Linked DNA regions of Sus scrofa: region 1 is linked to region 2. A link is a contact called in public promoter capture Hi-C data. All regions are on one chromosome and are shown on one strand. Each heading gives the region's core, a stretch centred on a gene start, on an enhancer-like site or on the middle of the called end of the contact. The rest is flanking DNA. Distances are from core to core; before and after follow the strand shown.

Region 1 (6,832 bases), core at 1,629-4,128, 1.3 Mb after region 2:
CAAAAAAAAAAAAAAAAAGAAAAAAGAAAAAAAATATTTTCCTCCCTCCAGTTACACACAGTTTGCCCGGCTGGGGTTCTAGCCACTCACTGCAAACTTTTCCCTTTGTGCTTTTCTTCGAAGCTGGCCTTTCATTGGAGGAGCAGGGCGGCCATCTGCAGATAGAAGGGAGAGAAAAGGCAAGTGTTAGAGATGGCCTGCAGCACCCTGGGAAAATGGCTGTGACATGAAAGAAGGAAGAACCAGTCCCCAAGCTTGGCTCTTCCATTTCACACCCATTGTAGCTTAATTCCCCTAGAACACTTCCCTTGTCTTCAAGGGGGAGGTGTGCCAGAACCACCAAGAACACGCTCCCCCTTCTTCCTACTCTATTTTACTCACTCCTCATTAGCTTGGAATTCAAGGTCCTCTGTGGTGCTGAATCTCGTTTGATCTTCAGAAACCCTCCACTCAAGCAATCTGATTACTGTCCTACTCACCTTGCTGAATTCTACTTCACTCCATAGCGAAACACGCTCTTTTCATTTTCTTCTGGCCAAATTCTCTTCCTTAGGCCCACCTCAAGCCCTATCTGTCCCAGAAGTCCTTCACTAACCCCTTTAACTCAATGAGCTCTCTCTTCTTAAAGATGTGCATATCCATCACTTAATATTCACCTATTTGTTTGGAGACATTTATTGTACTATTGATTGTTTTCAGCTTCCTTTCATCATCTTGGGTCCTTCTGGAAAGGGGCAGAGCACTGAAATATTATTACTAAATGTTTTTTTTTTTTTTTTTTTTGTCTTTTTGCCTTTTCTAGGGCCGCTCCTGTGGCATATGGAGGTTCCCAGGCTAGAGGTCTAATCGGAACTGTAGCCGCTGGCCTACGCCAGAGCCACAGCAACGCTGGATCCGAGCCACCTCTGCAACCTACACCACAGCTCACGGCAACGCCGGATCCTTAACCCACTGAGCAAGACCAGGGATTGAACCTGCAACCTCATGGTTCCTAGTCGGATTTGTTAACCACTGTGCCACGACGGGAACTCCTATTGCTTAATTTTTAAAATGTCCATGCTTTGTTTTTCCAGCTGGACTTTAAGTTCCTTGGGATCAGGGACTATATCCCTTCCTTTCACGGTAGTATAGTGTTGGCACATAATAACAATTCCATAAATATCTGCTGACTTGCTGAAAAGATGCAGTATGTGGCCTCAAGTAGTTTATAATAGAGATTAAAATACTTTTACTTTCTACAAAGAAAGAGAGTGAAAACTCTGCCCAAAAGTCTAAAGCCAAGACAAATAAGAGATTATTTATCAGGAAAGGAAACCAGTACTGTGTATATTAGGTGCTTTACGTTGGTTATTTCATTTTATCCTTACAAGAACCATCTGAGATAGGTATTCTTGTTTAACAAATGTAGAAACTGAGATACAAGTAAGTAATTTGTGTAAGACCACAAAGTTAACAAGTAGAGAAGCCTGGATTAAGAATCAGTTTCAGGCTTTCCAATATTCCATACTACTTCAGAGAGATCCTAGGCTTCCTGCAGTAAACACCAGGTAGAGGAATTCTTACTATGGCACAGTGGGATAGGCAGCATCTCTGTGGCACCAGGACACAGGTTCAGTCCCTGGCCCAGGTTAAAGGATCTGTGGTGTGGATCTGATCCCTGGCCTGGGAACTCCATATGCCATGGGGCAGCCAAAAAAAGAGAAAAAAAAAAAAAGTAGGAAAACAATCTTCACCATCCTCCTCTGTCACAAAGTATTTGATTGAGCAGGTTTTATACTCCTACAGAATCCAATACTCAAGTCTCTGTGCTGCTGAAGGGGGCCTGGCCTTTGCCCAGTTCTACTCCTGTCTTTGCTACTACCTAGCTGTGTGCTCCCTAGCAATACTTCTGTAGGCATCAATTTTCCCACCTGTGAACTGGAGTCCCAAGAGAGTGGAGAGAGGCTTCAACTTTTGTAAGGGCTTTCCTTTCTAGGATTCTTTTTTCTTTTTTTTTTTTAACGTAAAGGGAGAAACTTTTCCTAAGGGAGCTCACCATCCTCTGTGCTCGCCCTTTTGCACTTCTCTCTGAGATGCTCATTTAGGCAGCCTTTCAAAGAGCTCTCCTTGAGCTTGGTAACAAATTCTCAACAATGTATTCACCACACAGAAGAGCGGTTCTTGGTAACTTAGAAAAAACCATATTCCTCTTTGACCAGCGTAAAGTCTTGTCACTCCCCCAGGACGTCCCAAATCAGAATTATCTTCTGCTTATCCCCCAAAGCCAAGAAGATCCTGTCTAGTTTTACTTTCCATAGACGGTAGTTTAATTTCCAAAACAAACGACAGGGTTTCTCCCCCCCCGCACCCCGTCCCCACTGCAAAGATAAAGTTCAATACATTTAACGACACCCCAATAAAAGTTAAAGGAAAAAAAAAACTCAATACGTGGTCGGCTCAGACACACCCCCACCGTGACACCTCCCCCAACTCCGTCCAGAGGCGTTTCCTCTGAAGTAGAATTAGCCTGATTAGTGCTCACCCGCGTAAGACCAGTCTGGGAGCTCCGTAAGAGGTCCGTAGCCAGAGGGGTTGGCAGCAAAGCCCTGCCTGGGTGGAGAAAAACAGCCCGGTGAGGACTAAGTTCAGCTTCTGGTCCACCCCAGAGCCCCCCAGACCGGCACTCACTGGAGTCGCCACTGGCTGCCCGCCTGAGCCGCCGTTCCGCAGTGCAGCCTCCGGACACCTGCTGGGAACAGAGGACAGAGTTGGAAGAGCGACTGTGCGGCCAACTCAGGGGTCCCGTCCCATCCCTGCAAGCTCCCGAGCCACCTACCCTATACACACTTACTAGATAGCAATATACCCCAAGCAGCCATGCTGAGGCGCAGAGCCGGAAATGGGCGTGGCCTCGATGGCCACGCGGGACGCTGCGGGGGAAGCCGGAAGTAGCCATCTTGAATCTGGTTTTCAATCACGGGCCCCGCCATCTTGGCTCGCCGTACGGAATAGAGGGATAAAGCTGCCTCCCCGGTTTTTTAGGCGTCGTGTGAATCCTCAGTGGTGGCTACAACTTTGGTGGAAGTCGCGTCCTTCCAGACTGAGCCGTTCTGAACTGTCCTTTGGAAACGCCCTTCGTCGCCCCTGGGGATCTCTAGTCCTTTGAAATTTATTCTCATTTCTCAGTTGAGTGACATTCACGTGACCTCATTCTGTCTTCTAGCATCACTGTAACATTTTCCCCAGCCTAAGACTCAAATCTAGGTTTCAGTTCTCACTTATTTATGAAACAATATTGAAGAGTTTATGTGTGACAAGCACTGTATTCCTTCCGTGCAGGAGAGTCTATGGAGAGCAAAGCAGAAGTCGCTATTAGGATAGAGCTCCTAGTCTAGAGAGAGATGACAATTATCAATTACACACATTGCTGTAGTATTACAGCTGAGATGAGTGCTGGGAAGGGAAGTAGGAGTTGTTTGTGAGTATATGATGAGAACTTGATCCAGAGTAGGCAGTCAAGGTTTTCTTGAGGAAGAGCTAAGATCCCATTTCGTTTTTTTAAGAGCTTCCACCACCATTGTCTAATATAAGCCTGTAAAAACCTTGTGAGGTAGGTAGTAAGTGGCCAACCCAGATCCGTGGCTTCCTCTCTCCTTTTAAACAAAAAAAGAATCACTCACAGACATACTTCATTTTACTGTGCTTTGCAGGTAATGCATTTTGTACAAATTGAAGGTTTGTAGCAGCCTTGCATAGAGCAAGTCTATCCATGCCAGATTTTCCAACAGCTCACTTCCTGTCTCTGTGTTACATTTTGGTAATTCTTGAGTATTTTCAGCTTTGGCATTATAATATTTGTTATGGTGTCTGTGATCAGTGATCTTTGACATTACTGTTGTAATTGTTTTGGCCTTTTTTAGCAATGAAGTATTTTTAAGGTATATCCTTTTTTTTAGACATAATGCTATTGCACCCTTAATAGACTACAGTATAGTGTGAATATAATTTTTACATATACTAGGAAAGTAAAAAATTCGTGGGACACACTTTATCTTGGTATTTGCTTTACCGTGCTGGTCTGGAACAGAACATGAATTATCTCTGAGGTATGCCTGTACTTGCTTTTGGGAAGTCCTTTATCTTTAATTTCTTCATTGAAAAAAAGCTTATTATACCACATTTATGAAAACATTTTAATAATGATAAGGTAAGTGAAAGTGCTTTATAAATGGTGGAACTCCTACAAAAGTGGCCGTTACTGTAGGACTAGACTAGACACTGCTGACTGGGCAAACTTGAAGGAGTGGTGTAATGGCCTATCTGGAAGTTTATCATTTCCTCCTGTAAGACTGGGAGGTTTTTCCACAGGAGGTGGCTCTCAACTGTGCTTTGAAAGAGGGGAAGGGTGGATCCTGGTTTAAGAAGTAAAAGCAGCTGTTTTGATAACAATAAGAATGGCAATAGAGGAGGGCTGACCTAGAAAAGATGGGAATAAAAGAACTTGGCTATATGCCAATGGATGGTCCCAAAAAACTAAGCAAGAGAAGTAAGACAATAGAATACAAATACCATTTTACATTTGTAGCTTTAATTTTCAGTTATCAAAACACTTCTATATAAATTTTCATAAACCTGTAAAGTGGATAAGATAGTCTAGGAAGCAGTCACCTTACAGATTGCTTGCAATTTTCAGAGATCAGGAAATTGAATCAAAATGTGGCTGTAGATTTATTGTGTTACAGTTGCAATAATGACTGAGTAACAGCTTTCCCAAGCCAGGCTCCATGTGGCTTTGGCTGGTTCTGAGATGGACAGCTGAAGCAGACAGTGCTGCAATCCCATTACATAATTTACAGTTGGAGAATAAAGCAGGAGAAGCCAAGGGCTGGGAAAAAAAAAACAAAACCTCAGTGTCAACATTCAAGATCGACAGGAAGATGACAGGCTGGCACTACCACCAATACTATGTAAAGGAGTTGAACCAGCAACACTTCTATCTTCTAGTAGTTCACACACACTGTGGGTGCAAAATCATAAAAAAGGCCACATGCTTTAAGGTGAACTAATAATGTGGACAATAGGAACTCCACATGCAGAAGTGAACATATGCACCAATTTAATAGCTGTGGGAGTCAAGGAACCAGAGCTGAGGACTTTGGGGCAGAAAGGGAAGCTTGATCTGGAAAACTGGGAAATCTGGGAGGCGAAAGGTCTTTGGAAGGAAATCAAGTTCAGCCTTTGACGTGGTTAGAGTGATGTGGCAGGGGGACAATCGATGGGTTGCAAATAGCAGGAAATATGGGTTAGGATTTTGAGAGGGAGAGAGAGAGGGAATACTAGTGCTGACAGCTAACATCATCAGCATTCTCAGGGACCTCATGGAACACTGTTGCGGGGGATGGGGTCTGGCACAGGGACAGCACTTCTCAATGACTTCATCAGACTCTAAGCCACAGGAAAGCAGCTTCATCATCCCCTAGCTAAATGTCTTTCATCCTCTGGATTTCATCCGGCAAAGGTGGGAAGCATCAGGAAACGGAGCTTCATGTCTTTCCTCTCTTAAACTCCTTTGCCTCTCAAGGGCATCATGGCCTGTGTTTGGCTTTAATATTTTGTAATCCACTCATGTTTTTGTCCAGCGTGTTTATTCAAATGCCCTGCTGTCAGGTCTGTATATGGTAATTTTTGTACAAGTGCCCTAGGAAATTCAGTGCTTTTAAAACCGTTGTGATGAATAATGATGACATTGGAGAAAGATGGTAAGTAAAGCTGACTCTAGGGAGCTAATTCCCCCTCATTTTGCAACCTCTTCCCCTTTTTGCATACTGTGACTAAATTCTAAGATTGAAGAAGAGCAAACTATTTGGGAAGTGTCTTGTTTCACATTCCTTCATTAGCTTCCTCCTTAAGACAGCTTAAGATCAAATCACTGTCACCTCAAATCACTGTCACTTCATGCAAGAACTGTGGGAACTGACAGCTATAAACCACCCACTCACACAACACACTGCTTTGCATATTATTTCCTTATTACTTACATAATTTATTGTAACATATTCCTTTTCTTTTCTCATGGCTGTCAAATCCCTGTTCAATCAGTAAGGGCTAAATTCTGCGTTAAATGACACAGCTTCAAGATAGGTAAATTATGACCTCGGGCTACATTCTTTTTTTCTTGCCCCGAAAGCTGGGACTTCTCTGAAGCGGTGTCCCTTTCCACCAGGCTGATCTTGAAGATGGGGGGGGTTCTCTGCGAATCTCTGCAGAGTGGCTTTAAAAGGGGCCAGAGCGGGACAGCGTTGTAGACACAGCAAGGTCTAAATAGGAAACTGTATTGCTTACAAGTCATCTTTTAGTTTCAAAATGTGGTGAAACATTTCCAGATCCCCCTCCTTGAATTAGCCCAGCAACTCCCTCTTTTATTGGGTCCACGCTTCAGCTAAGACTCTTCAGATGAAAGCTGCAGTGGGGACTCCAGTCTCGCGGGCACCCTCAGCCTGAACATTTTTTGTTAAGTGCTGCCTCCTGGCGGCAGCCCTTTGGCATGACACCTTCCCAGCCCGTTGGAGACCACTTTCTTTAATTTGGGATCTGGAAGCTGATGCAACAGCTTCCCTGAGGGGGCGGAGAGCTGTGGTGCCCTTCCGGGAGACCCCTCTCCTGGCTCCAAGCTGGCGCCGCTCCCTCCCCTCCCCCATGGGGCTTTGCGGTCCAGAGTCCCTTCAGAGTTTCAGCCGAGAGCGTCTCGGGGCTGGAGGCGGGGTTGCCAGGGTTCGGGGCCCTCGCCCAGACCCGTCGGGCCGCCAGCTCGTGCTGGATTGGGAGGGAGGGAAGAGGAAGCTGAGCGTTCCCG
Region 2 (7,080 bases), core at 4,221-6,720:
GAATGAGGCCAGAGATCGAACCCGCAACCTCATGGTTCCTAGTCAGACTCACTTCCGCTGCGCCACAACAGGAACTCCATCATTGTAAATTTCTTAAAGTGGTTAATTAGCTTTTAAAATCTGCCCATCTCCCCACACCACAGTGTATACTAGGGAAGGAATGTGCCCTGTGTTTTTCATTTAAATCATCTAGCAGCTTAAGTTCTCATTTTCCCTGGCCACTTCGTAGCTTTTTCCAAGAGTTAACCACTCTGACCCTCGGTCTCCATTTCTGTATGATAGAGGTAAGACTCCGCCACACTTGATCAGGTCCATGAAAATCTAAGGAATATCACCATCTTCCTGCCTAGCAACTTGAGTGAGGCAAGCCCATACCTTAGCTTCTTTGGACATTCATGAGGAGAATGAACGAATGGAAGAGGACCCTGAGACAAAGAGGTTAATCCACTGAGAGACTGGTCCACAGTCAGTCAGTGACTGCAACTTAGGACTCAAATTCAGATCTTCAAATTCTAAGTCCAGTGATCTTTCACTGTATCTTTTATTATACCATGTTTTGTACAGTCTTATTACAAAAGATTGTGGATGGATTGTGTTTCTTCATTTGTCATTATTTTGATCATTTACTCTGGGTTTCCCAGAAAGTGGGGAATTTCTCTATGTGTTCAGACATCTAGATTATAAGAGGCATTTTTCAGCTATCCATGTCATCAGTTTTCCCATCTTTCCATTAAACCAGTATTTTCCTTTTTTTTTCTTTTTTTTCTTTCTTTTTTTTTTTTTTTTTTTTTTTTGTCTTTTCTAGGTTCCCAGGCTAGGGGTCTAATTGGAACTGTAGCCGCTGGCCTATGCCAGAGCCATAGCAATGCCAGATCTGAGCCACGTCTGTGACCTACACCACAGCTCACAGCAACGCCGGATCCTTAACCCACTGAGCAAGGCCGGGGATCAAACCCACAACCTCATGGTTCCTAGTCAGATTCGTTAACCACTGAGCCATGACGGGAATTCCTAAACCAGTATTTTCTAAATGGTAAGGCCCTATATAAATACGAGGCACTGTTTAGTTTGATGAGTAAAAAATGAAGGGTGCATGGGCAAATACAGTTGTCCACTGGCCAGCTCATCCTGCCTACAGTCACAGAGGCTGGCCCTTTTCCCACGACTCAGGTCTATGGACAGTGTGAAGGGTCAGGAGCCTCTGTTGTCTCTCATTCAGTCTCCCATTGGGCTCCTTGGATCTGGAGCCTGTGGCCAAGAGAGAAGCGAGTACCTGTCGTCATAGGAGGAGATCCTCTTGCCATCCAAGACCCGGGAGGGAGTGAGGGAGAGCAGGCTGAGGGAATACAGCTTGTGCAGGAAATGACCCTCTAAAGAAAGAGAGGCGCATAATGGGGTTATCTTCAAGGTGGAAGCGGGACCCATCCCCGGACACAAAAGACCAGGCCCAACTCACCTCTGACCTTGGAGTCCTTACTGAAGCGCCACTGAGGCACAAAGACGGTGATGTCTCGGTGGCCTCGGTCCCAGAAGTACTGCACAGCAATGGCAATGCCCCGGCTGGAGAAGTAGTGCTGGAGGCCATGCCTGCAGTGGGAAGAGGTCAGCACTCTGGGGCCCCAGAGTGGGGGCACGGCAATCTGGCTGGATTGCACCCCCTGCTCAGCGCATATCCCCAAGGTGAACAAAACTGCTCGTTTCACCATCCCATCCCCTTCCCCAGGACTCTCAGCCCCACCAGGTACTCACACCATGGCCACGTTGCTGCCGTCGATGACAATATGGCGGAGGTCTGGTTGGCCCGGCACGTTGGCAAGGCACAGGGTGAAGGGGTCCTGGAGGGCCTCCTGGAAACGCTGCGTGCCGGTCACCAAGTTGCCCCCCCGGGTGCCTCGTTTCCATGGAGACCCCCGACCTCGAGCCACAACCTGCTGCTTGTCTGCCCTGTCCCCTCGGTCTCCACAGTGCCACGGGGGTTCAGGCGCAGGTGGGGGGCTGGGCACTCTGGGCGGTGAGGCTTTCCCATTATGGAGCCGCTGGAGGAGGGAGGCTCCCCTGGGCTGAGCTGCCTTCTGACAGGGGCCCTGGGCACCAGGAGGCTCACCCTGGACCCAGAACCTTCCCTTTTCCTGAGGTACCCCCTCCTTCCCCAGGGCCTTCCCCTTCAGGGGCGCTGCCTGCCCTGCCTCTCCTCCTCCTATCTGTGACCCAAAGGCCCCTTGTCTCTCCCAGGTCTCTTCCCTGGGAAGCTCCTTCCACCCCAAGTCCGTCTCCCTGGGAGCACCCTGCTTTTCTCTCTCCTTCTCCAGAGCATGTCTCTCGTCCCTTGACTCTCGCCACCCTGTTGGGCCTGTGTCCAGGGACTCCCTGCCTTCACTCAGGGGAGTCCTGACTTCCTGGTGCAATCCTGGGCTGCCCTGCTCCCAGGATGGGAATGCTTGGGGCCCCTGCCCCCTGGAGGCCTCCTGCACCAGGCTCAGCAGTTCCTCCTGGATGGCCAGGGGCAGCTGCAGCAGGGCCTCTGTGTAGGCATCCACCCGGGACTGCAGCAGGGCAGAGAAGTCTCTCAGAACTCCAGCACACTGAGAAGCTCCAGGGGACGGCCCTGGCAGAAACTCCCAGCTCAACCGCTCCACCAGCTCCTCCACTCGGCTCTGGACCATGACGAAGGCCTCAGTCAGGCCACTGACCATCAGAGAACCGGGTGCCCCAGGCACCAGATGGGCTGATGTGCTCCAGGCCAGGCAATCAAGGAAGAAGCCCTGGGCTCCTAGGAAGATGCAGTGCAGTTTGGGTGGGTAGTGGATTTCATTCTGCAGCTCCGGGTTGCAGAGACCCTTCAAGTACTCCTGGGGGAAGGAGAGAAAGAAGGAGACTGCTGGAATCCTAAGTGGCTCAATGGCCCATTGCTCTCCCCTGAGCTCCAGTTGACAGCCTAGGGCTGAAATTCCATTTAGAACTTGATTCAACTTAAGATACTGTTATAATTAATTGGTAAAAAAAAAAAAAAAAAAAAAAAAAGGCTGTCTCTTCCAAACATTTATGTGTGTGTATATGTGTGTTGTACATTTCCATCATAATGACCATCATTGCTAACTTTTACTGAACTGATGCTTTACATGCTTCATCTCATTCACAATAAATCCAGTGAGGTGGTTACTATTATTATTCACATTTTATAGATAAAGAAACTGAAACTAGGACCACAAGGATGGTATTTGGTGTTGGCGCCTTACAGGAAGCCCGGACTAATTCCAACAGAAGAAATGTGGCCTCCACCCCACAGTGAATTCCTTGGTGGGGCCTGCTGGCCCAACCAGATTATCTCTAACTTTCGAAGAGAACAAACTGATGCGAACTGAATTACTTATCCCCGAGCCCTAGCAGAACCTTTGTAGTAAGAGCAGAAATGAAACCAAAACTCCAGACAAATAGAGTCCGGAAGTCCCTCAGAGCTCAGGGCCAGTGAGACAAACAAGGAGTGGAGATCCTTCCCAGCCCCTCCTCTCTTCTGCCCTCACTGGGGGGCAAGGGGGAGAGGGAGTCCTGGTTCCCCCCTCCCCCCGGGGGGAGGCCTGGGGGGGGAGGGTCAGGGAGAGGTGTTCACCTTGGCTCTGCTGGCGTTCTCCTTGGGGCCCTCCAGCTGCAGCCAGATGTGAGGGTTCTCGGGACAGTCCTTGGGGAGGACGCTCATCCCCACCCTGAAGATGCGTTCCACATGGGGCTGTTGCTCCCGCACCTTGTCCTCGGCCTCCGCAGACACGGCAAAGCGGTCAGGGGACGAGGAGCCAGCCCCCCAGGTAGGCATGGCTGCTTGGCCGCCCAGCCCTGTAAAGAGGGAAAGCAGCTCAGAGCCAGGATGTCCCTTCAACCCAAATCTTTGTTTCCTGGCCTACACCAGCTATCAACAGGTCCTCAGCCAGTTACCAAACTGGTAAACAACCCAGGCGGCAGCCAGCATTTCAGTCCACCTGGAGGGTAGGAAGGGGATGTCAGATTATCTGGACGCAAGGGCCTTCCTCCCGAAGACGAAGTCATGGATAAACAAGGCTGTCTCTCTGGGAGGGGTGTGTGGCCTCTGGAAAATGATAACCACAGCCGGGAGCAGGGTGGGGGGAATCCCGCTGGATCTGGAGGGCAGGAGTGGGACGGGTGACGAAAGAGCCCCTCTCCTCGGGGTCTCTGCGATCTCCCGGTCCAAGACGGCCTCTTAAAGACGAATCCTCACCAGGGCTTAAACTGGGCTGTCCTCTGGGGTCCCTTGTCAGCCATTTCCAAGGTTCTGGCCACTCCCACCCTTCGCCCTCCCTCCGCCGCCTGGTCCGCTGCACCCATCGGTCTCGCCACACTCCCCACGCGGGGCCCAGGGGCCGGGTTGGGCCCCGCCCCCGCAGCCGCTGGCGGCTGCCGCCCCCCGACTGCGCTCTGCACTGCGGCCTCTGGCTCCCGCGGTCCGGGCGCGGGGGAGAGCGCGCCTACCCGCCTCGCCGCCCTCTGCGGCCTCAGTCCCGCCGGCGCCGCTCGGTGCCCGCTGGCCCCAGCTTCGCCTGCGCCCCCGGCCCAGGGAAGAAGAGCTGGGGGCCCAAATCTGGGCGGGCCTTTCCGATTCCTCACCCAACGGGGACCTCTCTTCCCCACATCACGAACAGTTTTTTGAGTCACTTCCTGGCCCGGGGCGGAGCCAGCTCGGCCCCTCCCAGGGGCTAGGCCAGCCCTGAGCCCCAGCGCGCACCCGCTGGGACCAGCCGCAGGCTGCTCCTCGCCCCCGGGCCTGGCCCCGCCCCCGGCCTACCCGCCCCGCCCCGTCCCGTCCCGGGCCCGCCCACCCTCCCGCTCCAACTCCTAGACTCCCTGGGGGGTCAAGGTCTCCCGTTCCTCTGGGTTTTCAGCCGCTCCGCGCAGTTGTTTCTCAGGAATGAGGAACCACTCTTGGAGAGATGGAAGTGAAGGGGGCCTCGTCCCTTCGGATGAAGATATAGAAGACCAAGGAAAGGAAGAGACTGGCCCAGGGTCACGGAATAGTGCCCCTGTTCGCCTGCGCACTTTCCACCAAAACAGTTGTGGGGAAAACACTAGGATACTCCCTTTTCCAACAGTGGAAAAAATGCTGCTAAGCGGGCTGTTGATTTGTGAAGGATTTTAAAGAGGGGAGGAGTGAGCAGGAGGAAGGGGCTGTAGAATTGGTCTCACACATATGCACAAACACACACTCAGAATCTCACACAGTCACCCGTGTTCTTTGTCGCCCCAGTTCCAGCCTTCAGTGCTCTTGAGGGGGCTGCCCTGGGGATCTGGCTGAAGCCCTCCCATCTGGCTGCCTCATTTCTCCTCTCCCTCCCAGAGCCCAACTGCTGTCATTTTGTGCCCTGCCAAGGAGGAGGGACCTGCAGTGACAGCAGGAGAGGCAGGACAGAGTTGTGGGGCACGAGAGGGATGGAGATGCCAAGACCAGGTGACCATGAGTCCCAGAGAGAAGACTGAGAAGCAGGGTGAGGGGTGCTGAGAGTCTGTGGCAGAGGAGGGCAAAACCAAGGAGCAGAAAGAGGAGGCTTGGGGGTCACAGAGCCACTCAGCCATGCTGGGAGCAAAGCAACACTGGCCACCAGGTCCTCCACTCAGCCCTGGGCTGCCCTTGGCCCTGACTCTTCTGGTTCTCAGGGCCGGGTGGGCCCAAGAGGGGACAGAGCCAGTCCTCCTGGAAGGCGAGTGCCTGGTGGTCTGTGAGCCGGGCCGAGCTGCTGCAGGGGGTCCCGGGGGAGCAGCCCTGGGAGAAGCACCCCCTGGAAGAGTGGCATTTGCTGCAGTCCGAAGCCACCACCATGAGCCAGCAGGGGAAATCAGCAACGGCACGGGTGGAGCCATCTACTTCGACCAGGTAATCCCCCTCCCCTGCAAAGACCTGGAAGCACTGTCCAAGCCCGCTCTGCTGCTAAGGAAACAGCCCCTGCTGTGGCTGGTTGCCCCCAAGCCTGCTGCCCTTCTCCCTTCCCTTCACTCCCCCCATACCCTCCTTGACCTTTCTCACCATTTCTTTTGAACCCAGGCATTCCTCCTGTCCTGTCTGCTTGTCACCCCTTCCTTTCCTTACTCGCTGCCCCTTTCCCCAACCCCGTGGTTTCCCTGAGCCCCAGGCATCCCTGAGCCCTACTCAGCAGGGTCTGCTTCCCACAGGTCCTGGTGAACGAGGGCGGTGGCTTTGACCGAGCCTCAGGCTCCTTCGTGGCCCCTGTCCGAGGTGTCTACAGCTTCCGGTTCCATGTGGTGAAGGTGTACAACCGCCAAACTGTCCAGGTGACCTGAATACTAGGCCCTGTCCTATCTCCAACTCCTGGGGCGGAGGGCGGGGGGGTCAGGGTAAGAGGAGGGGAAATAAGTGGAGCCCAGCTGACCCCCAGGCAGACCTCCATTGACCTGTGTCCTGGGAGGCCAAGAGCAAGGGGGGAACGGACCTACCTAACAGAGCGTGTGATAGAGGTCCAGAGTCCAACATGGGCCACCCCGCAGCCCTCCCAGGTGGGTGCACTGTCCAGGTTCCCAGGTATTAGCGTGTCCCTCTGGGGCTGGAGAGAAGGGAGAAAGCCCTCAAGAGAGTGGGGTCCTGGGGCGAGGGGCAGGGACAGGTGCTAACTGGGCTTCCCTCTGCAGGTAAGCCTGATGCTGAACACATGGCCTGTCGTCTCGGCCTTTGCCAATGACCCAGACGTGACCCGGGAGGCAGCCACCAGTTCTGTGCTACTGCCCCTGGATCCTGGGGACCGGGTGTCTCTGCGCCTGCGTCGAGGGAACCTACTCGGTGGCTGGAAATATTCGAGCTTCTCTGGCTTCCTCATTTTCCCACTCTGAGGGCTGAAGCTTTTCAAAGACAGAAATCTAGCCCCTGACCTCTGCCCTCTACCCTTTCCTGCCCCAGAAGCAGTCTCTTTAGGGCAGGAGAAAGACTCCCTCTGGCTGCCTTTATTCCACTGCCTTGCATGGGACCCTGTGCCAAACATCCAAGGTGAGGAGTAGAGCTGCAGTGTCTTGGGACCTGTCCCTCTTACCCCACCCCCACAGTTGCCTCCCAGCCTCCCACTGCCTTGA

What was found. Promoter capture Hi-C pulls out the DNA fragments that hold promoters and counts their contacts.
Region 1: a promoter capture Hi-C map of liver shows a contact between it and region 2, with 4 times the contacts expected there. The contact joins the promoter of MRPL52 here to the promoter of CBLN3 in region 2. A contact is called at or near these places in 1 of 5 promoter capture datasets (liver) and 1 of 47 Hi-C or Micro-C datasets (embryonic fibroblasts).

What each region holds. Positions count from the first base shown.
Region 1 is chr7:76,188,734-76,195,565 of Sscrofa11.1, forward strand. It overlaps MRPL52 (mitochondrial ribosomal protein L52), which reads right to left and starts at 2,879. Exons shown (of 5, transcript NM_001185151.1): 1 at 2,831-2,879; 2 at 2,668-2,728; 3 at 2,522-2,589; 4 at 91-155. The coding sequence starts at 2,858.
Region 2 is chr7:74,860,461-74,867,540 of Sscrofa11.1, forward strand. It overlaps CBLN3 (cerebellin 3 precursor), which reads left to right and starts at 5,471. Exons shown (of 3, transcript NM_001112680.1): 1 at 5,471-5,875; 2 at 6,172-6,291; 3 at 6,646-7,080. The coding sequence starts at 5,576. The coding sequence ends at 6,843. It overlaps KHNYN (protein KHNYN), which reads right to left. Exons shown (of 8, transcript XM_021099195.1): 2 at 3,608-3,828; 3 at 1,750-2,849; 4 at 1,457-1,587; 5 at 1,274-1,370.